2 separate regions of the Oryctolagus cuniculus genome follow, and region 1 is linked to region 2. Evidence: chromatin contacts called from public Micro-C data. All regions are on one chromosome and are shown on one strand. The core of a region is the stretch at or near the end of the contact, and the rest is flanking DNA. Distances in the headings are between cores, read along the strand shown. Region 1 has its middle 8.0 kb from the start of MSL1. Region 2 holds the start of RAPGEFL1 (Rap guanine nucleotide exchange factor like 1).

Region 1 (2,700 bases), core at 150-2,649, 49 kb before region 2:
TTCCCTACACACACAACTTAGTCCTACTCTTCCTGTCTGAGCATTACCCACAACTTTTTCTACCAGTCAGCCACCAGTCCCAATCCCTACCTGATTCCTCAAGTCCCAAGTCAGATTTTTTTTTTTTTTTTTTTTTTGACAGGCAGAGTGCACAGTGAGAGAGAGAGACAGAGAGAAAGGTCTTCCTTTGCCCTTGGTTCACCCTCCAATGGCTGCCGCTGCCGGCGTGCTGTGGCTGGTGCACCGCGCTGATCCGATGGCAGGAGCCAGGTGCTTCTCCTGGTCTCCCATGGGGTGCAGGGCCCAAGCACTTGGGCCATCCTCCACTGCACTCCCTGGCCACAGCAGAGAGCTGGCCTGGAAGAGGGGCAACCGGGACAGAATCCGGCACCCTGACCAGGAGTAGAACCCGGTGTGCCAGCGCCACAAGGCGGAGGATTAGCCTAGTGAGCCGCGGCGCCGGCCCCAAGTCAGAATTTTTCCCAAAGCAACTGCTTCATTGTTTGGCTTCACTTGACCTATTTTTCTAGCTTTTCCTGGTCAGTCCCCCAATTGCTGCTCTGCCACTTTTCCTCAGTATGATCACTTGGGACTTTTCCCACCCAGGGCAAATGTTCCCAGTGCTAAGAAAGGGAGAAACTCAGTTTTACACACAATTCATATCAGTCTAAGGGGACTAAGCTCACAGGGATAGAACTGCCTAGTTTTTTTTTTTTTTTGTGGTGTGTAAGGGGTTGGGGAGGGAATGGGATGTGTGTGGGTGGGTACCCCATCACCCAGCCCTAATCACGGAACTTTTTTTTTTTTAAATTATTTTTTTTTTGAATGATAGAATCTTCTGCTGGTTCACTCCCCTGATGGCCATCCTAGTAGGGGGTGGGCCTGGCCAAAGCTAGCTAGGAGCTTCATCTGGATCTCCCACTGGGTGCAGGGGCCCAAGCACTCAGGCTGTTTTTCCCAGGCCATTAGTGGGGGGCTGGATGGGAAGTGGAGCAGCCAGGACTGTAACTGATGCCCCTATGGGATGATGGCATTGCAGGCAGCCACAGCATCGGCCCCAATTAGGGAACTCGTAGCTCTTGTCTGGCCTGAGGGGATCTGAGCACTCAGCCAACAACACGAAGAGCTCTAGGGGGAAATGCAGTTGGAATGGAGGTAACCCACTTCAGAACCAGGGATTAAAACTCTATCCAATCCACCCAAAATAGTTTCCTCTAAAGAAATCGCTTGAATTCGTCTTCTCTTTTAGCTGTGCGATTCTTCACGTTTATTAACCGCGGAGCTATGAGGCAGCCACGTTACGCCGTTGTGCTGCCCCACACTCACCCTGAAGGGGGCACTTTTGTTCAGTCGTTGGCGGGTGCCAGCGACGACGGAGCCCCAGGAAGGAAACACAACAATTGGTCACGTGTTGGGGGTGGGGTGTTCTCGCAGGGGTTGCCGGGACAGGGAAGGGAGGTCCACGTGGAGTGGGCGGGGCGCGGTGAAAGTTTTGGCGGGGCTGGCAGACGGAGAGAGATACCCAAATTTGAGTTGTGATTTTATTGAAGAGGTGGGGGAGAAAAAGGCGGCAGAGGAGGTGTGTCCTGCCTTCGGAGAGGGCCCCGCGGGAGCGCCCGGCTCGCGGAGGCCTGGGACGCAGGGCAGCCTTGAGCCGGAAGCCTCTGTGGCTCCGTGCTGGCGCCCCATCCCCGGAGAAGGGAAAGGTGGCCTCTGAAGCCACGGTCTCCTTTAGGTGCCCTGGGGGGGATCTGGGCTACCTTTTCCGAGAGCCTGAGGAAGCCGCGCACTTGAACTCCCCGTGGGGAGTAGCCAAAATCGGTGTCTCGTTACCTACTTCTGCCCCACGGTGAGTGGGAAAGGGCGGCTTCACAGGGTCATAGAGCTGGAAGGGACCGTAAGGAGGAACTGTTTCGAATTTTTTTTTTTTTGGTCTGGGAAAACCAAGACCCAGCCAGGTAAGAGGGCTTGCTGCCTGGTCTTTCCACACCCTGGGCATTCCCTTCAAAGAATGTTGGTCACGGAAATGGAATTCTGCCCCTCTGTAAGCATTAGAGGCATGGTGAGTGTTGGCCTTTAAATCTGTACCCTTAGCCAGAGGGCAAAAGGAATGGTCATTATCCCATTAAGGATAAAATAGACAACTGTTTAGGAACTTGATTTATGGGTCCCAACTGTGGTTTTCCTGGGCTCTGCTCCCTCCCTCGTGGCCTTCACCCTTGATACCTCCCTAGATCACCACAGTTTAAAACCTAATGGTTTGAAAGCGAGAATTCTCCTTCCTTCTTAGAAAATCTCTTCTCAGGTTTCAGTTTTCTGGTGGTTTTTCCCCATAAACTGAGATCAAGATCCGACCTCCAATTCAAAAAAATTCCACCCTTGGCTCGAGGAGAAAAGCATGTTTACTTAGTCTGAAGTAATGAAATCCTAGACTTTTGGATCTCTGAGCAGCAGTGTTTCCAAAAAAAAAAAAAAAAAAAAAGTGGGGACTGATGAAATTGACAGCTTTTAATTTTGTCAATGAGGACATTTACAAACTTCAACCAATTGTTGCTTACTATCACTGCCATTTCACAAAGTACACTTTAACACAAAATAGATTTTTTTAAAGATTTATTTTATTTGAAAGAGTTACAGAGAGAGCTCTTCCATCTGCTGGTTCACTCCTTGAATGGCCATAACGGCCAAGGCTGCACCAGA
Region 2 (2,700 bases), core at 187-2,686:
CATAACCTGATGCTGGCTCTCCCTTGATTCAGGGTCTTGGACTTAAGCTCAGTCCCTGTCTGATATCCTCAACAAGTTGGAGGGGTGGGGTACTGGGGTTGTGTTCCCCAAATTCTAGTTTCCAAAAGCCTGTCAGCCCATTTTATTTCCAGCCCCCACATCCTCCACACTCCCCAATTCTTCGCCCTTCCTAACCGACGATCCCAAATCCTGCCCAGAGAGGAGGTTACCAAGGCAACCAGCTTAATCTGGTAACTGTGGCATGTGCTGGGAGAGAAACTCCCCTCTTCCCATTTGGTTCATAAAATGCTGCCTGGAGAGCTCCAAGCCACTCCAACCAGTGTCCCCTTTCCACCCTAGGGATAGTGTCCACTAAAGGGAGCCCAGGAAGACTTATGCTCAGGTCCCTAATCCTGCTTCTTAACCCAAATTGTGTTCTCTTTACTGTTCCCTTTCCAAATCCACAGACAGATGGGTGTGCAAAGCCTTCTTTCTGTGAACACATGCTCTAGCACACACGTGACCAGGCATGCACATTGACACATGTGTACACACCCTGTTCAGTTCTACCACCACTCCCAGCCATTAGCATTCCTGTGCTTGCCTGGCTGGTTCACAGTAAACAGGGGTGGGGCATTGTCCAGGGAGCCACAACCCGGCCAGAACCAGGTGCCACTCCCTCACCTTGTAAGCCTCTCCGAGTGTATTCATGCTGAGTGAACATTTCCCCTCCTGAGGCAGTGTAGCAGTGTACCCTTAAGGGACAGATGGCCCTTGGCCTGAGAATTCTTCAGATTGCTAATTTGGCACCACTTCTCCAACTCCATGGCTACGTACACTCAGCTCTTTGATGTTGGCAGTTCTGGGACTTGTCACCCATCCCCGTGGCCCTGCTTGCTTTTGCTGTCAGCTGGGCTCCTCCCCCACTGCCTACCATCTTCTCACCCCAAGCAGACCTGCTGCAACCTGCTGTGCCCTACCTGGCTCCTACCTACCTGTCAGTACCTGCCTCACAGGCCAGGCCTGCACCACCCAGTGAGCCCTACCGGAGCGGGCAGATGGGCATCGCCCCCAGTGCTGATGTTAGTGCACTCAAGAGGCTCTCCCAGCCCCTCTCACAAAGGTGCTGTCTTCATAGGCCTCACCTGGTACAGACAGCCAAGTCAGAGTGTGCAGACCACAGACCTATCCTGGTTCTTTGAAATGATGCTAAGAGACCCAGAAATTCCCCGAGCCGACAATTCCTCTCCATCGGTAAATCACTCTCACTTAGACCCTTAATTTTTGCGACTGTCGGAACCCAAGCCCTTTAAGATTTCCCTCGCGATCAGCCGCGGCGCCCTAGTTCAAGCCTCGCGCGGCCCAGAGGGCGGGCCCAGGAAGAGCCGGGGCGGGGACTGGGCGGGGACTCGGGAGGGGGCGCGGTCTCAGTTCTGCCACCTTCCCCCCGGCCAGGAGCGCAGCCGCCGCCGCCGCGTCCTCTCAGCTTTGCGCTGCGCCCGCTGCTTCTGCCGCCGCAGCCCCGGCCCAGGAGCGCAGAGCTCGGGACGCCGGCCCCACAGCCTGCCCACCATTCGGACGCGCGCCGGCCGCGGCGACATGGGGGGCTGCTGAGAGCGGACGTTTTTCTCTCTGGCACCACCTACGGCCACTGGCCTCTGGCCTCTGGCCAGCAAGCCTCGGGCACCTCTGGACCCCAGTCCGGCGCCTGGCACGGCCCTCCGTTCTGCTCCTCCGGCTCTGAGCATCGTGTCCCCGCCCCCCCCCCCCCCGCGCCTGGGACACCTGGGTCCCCCGGCGGCCCCTAGGAGAGGGGCGGGGGGGGGCATGAAGCCACTGGAGAAATTTTTGAAGAAGCAGACGTCGCAACTGGCCGGGCGAACGGTGGCGGGAGGTCCCGGCGGGGGTCCGGGGAGCTGCGGTGGGCCCGGAGTGGGTGGGGGATCCGGCGGGGGCAGCGGTCTGACCGGGGGACCGCGGCCACTGCAGCGGCGGCAGAGCGTGTCGCGCCTGCTTCTCCCAGCTTTCCTCCGGGAGCCCCCCGCCGAGCCGGAGCTGGAGCCGCCAGCCGAGGAGGAAGCGGGAGAGCTGGCGGGGGTCGCGGAGGAGCCGGGCAGCGGGGGACCCTGTTGGCTGCAGCTCGAGGAGGTGCCAGGCCCTGGGCCGCTCGGGGGCGGGGGTCCCTTGCGCTCCCCGTCCTCGTACTCCTCGGATGAGCTGTCCCCGGGAGAGCCCCTAACTCCGCCGCCCTGGGCCCCCCTGGGCGCCCCCGAGCGGCCGGAGCATCTTCTGCACCGGGTTCTGGAGCGGCTGGCTGGAGGGGCCACCAGGGACAGCGGCGCATCAGGTAAGGAGTGAGCGGCTCGTCCAGCCCGGAGCAGGGGGCTTGCCCGGGCTTCCTCTTCCTCGCCCTTGGAGAGTGGGGGTGGCGCTGTGAGGGTCCTCCGGAGCGGGGCGGGCCTAGCTGAGGCACGGACCCCTGGCGGACGGGAGGCCGCCCTGCCCACCTCCCTCTCTGTAGCAGGGAGAAGCAGCGGAGCCGCTCTCCTTAAACCACCCTTGCTTTCCCCTGCGCCTTTGAGCTACGGAAACCCGTGGGGTCCCTGATGTTGATCCCCTCCTCCCGTGGCCCCAAATTAGGGCTTGACATTACTAAAATGGCAGCTGCCCAGCACAGCCCGTGCCACCCTGCAGTGGGGT

Evidence for each region. Hi-C and Micro-C count contacts between places; a contact is called where the count stands out from the background.
Region 1: a Micro-C map of ear pinna shows a contact between it and region 2, with 5 times the contacts expected there. The contact joins the enhancer-like site here to the promoter of RAPGEFL1 in region 2. A contact is called at or near these places in 2 of 6 Hi-C or Micro-C datasets (ear pinna and an unstated tissue).

The regions. Positions count from the first base shown.
Region 1 is chr17:22,325,485-22,328,184 of mOryCun1.1, reverse strand. No RefSeq gene overlaps it. Among named protein-coding and RNA genes, the nearest start is that of MSL1, 8.0 kb to the right of the region's middle. Within about 2 kb of position 1,399, at least 3 of the 8 cell types and tissues checked have an H3K27ac peak or open chromatin away from gene starts, as enhancers often do. A contact at or near this core is called in ear pinna, where this site is marked.
Region 2 is chr17:22,276,666-22,279,365 of mOryCun1.1, reverse strand. It overlaps RAPGEFL1 (Rap guanine nucleotide exchange factor like 1), which reads left to right and starts at 1,436. Exons shown (of 15, transcript XM_051825660.2): 1 at 1,436-2,347. The coding sequence starts at 1,828.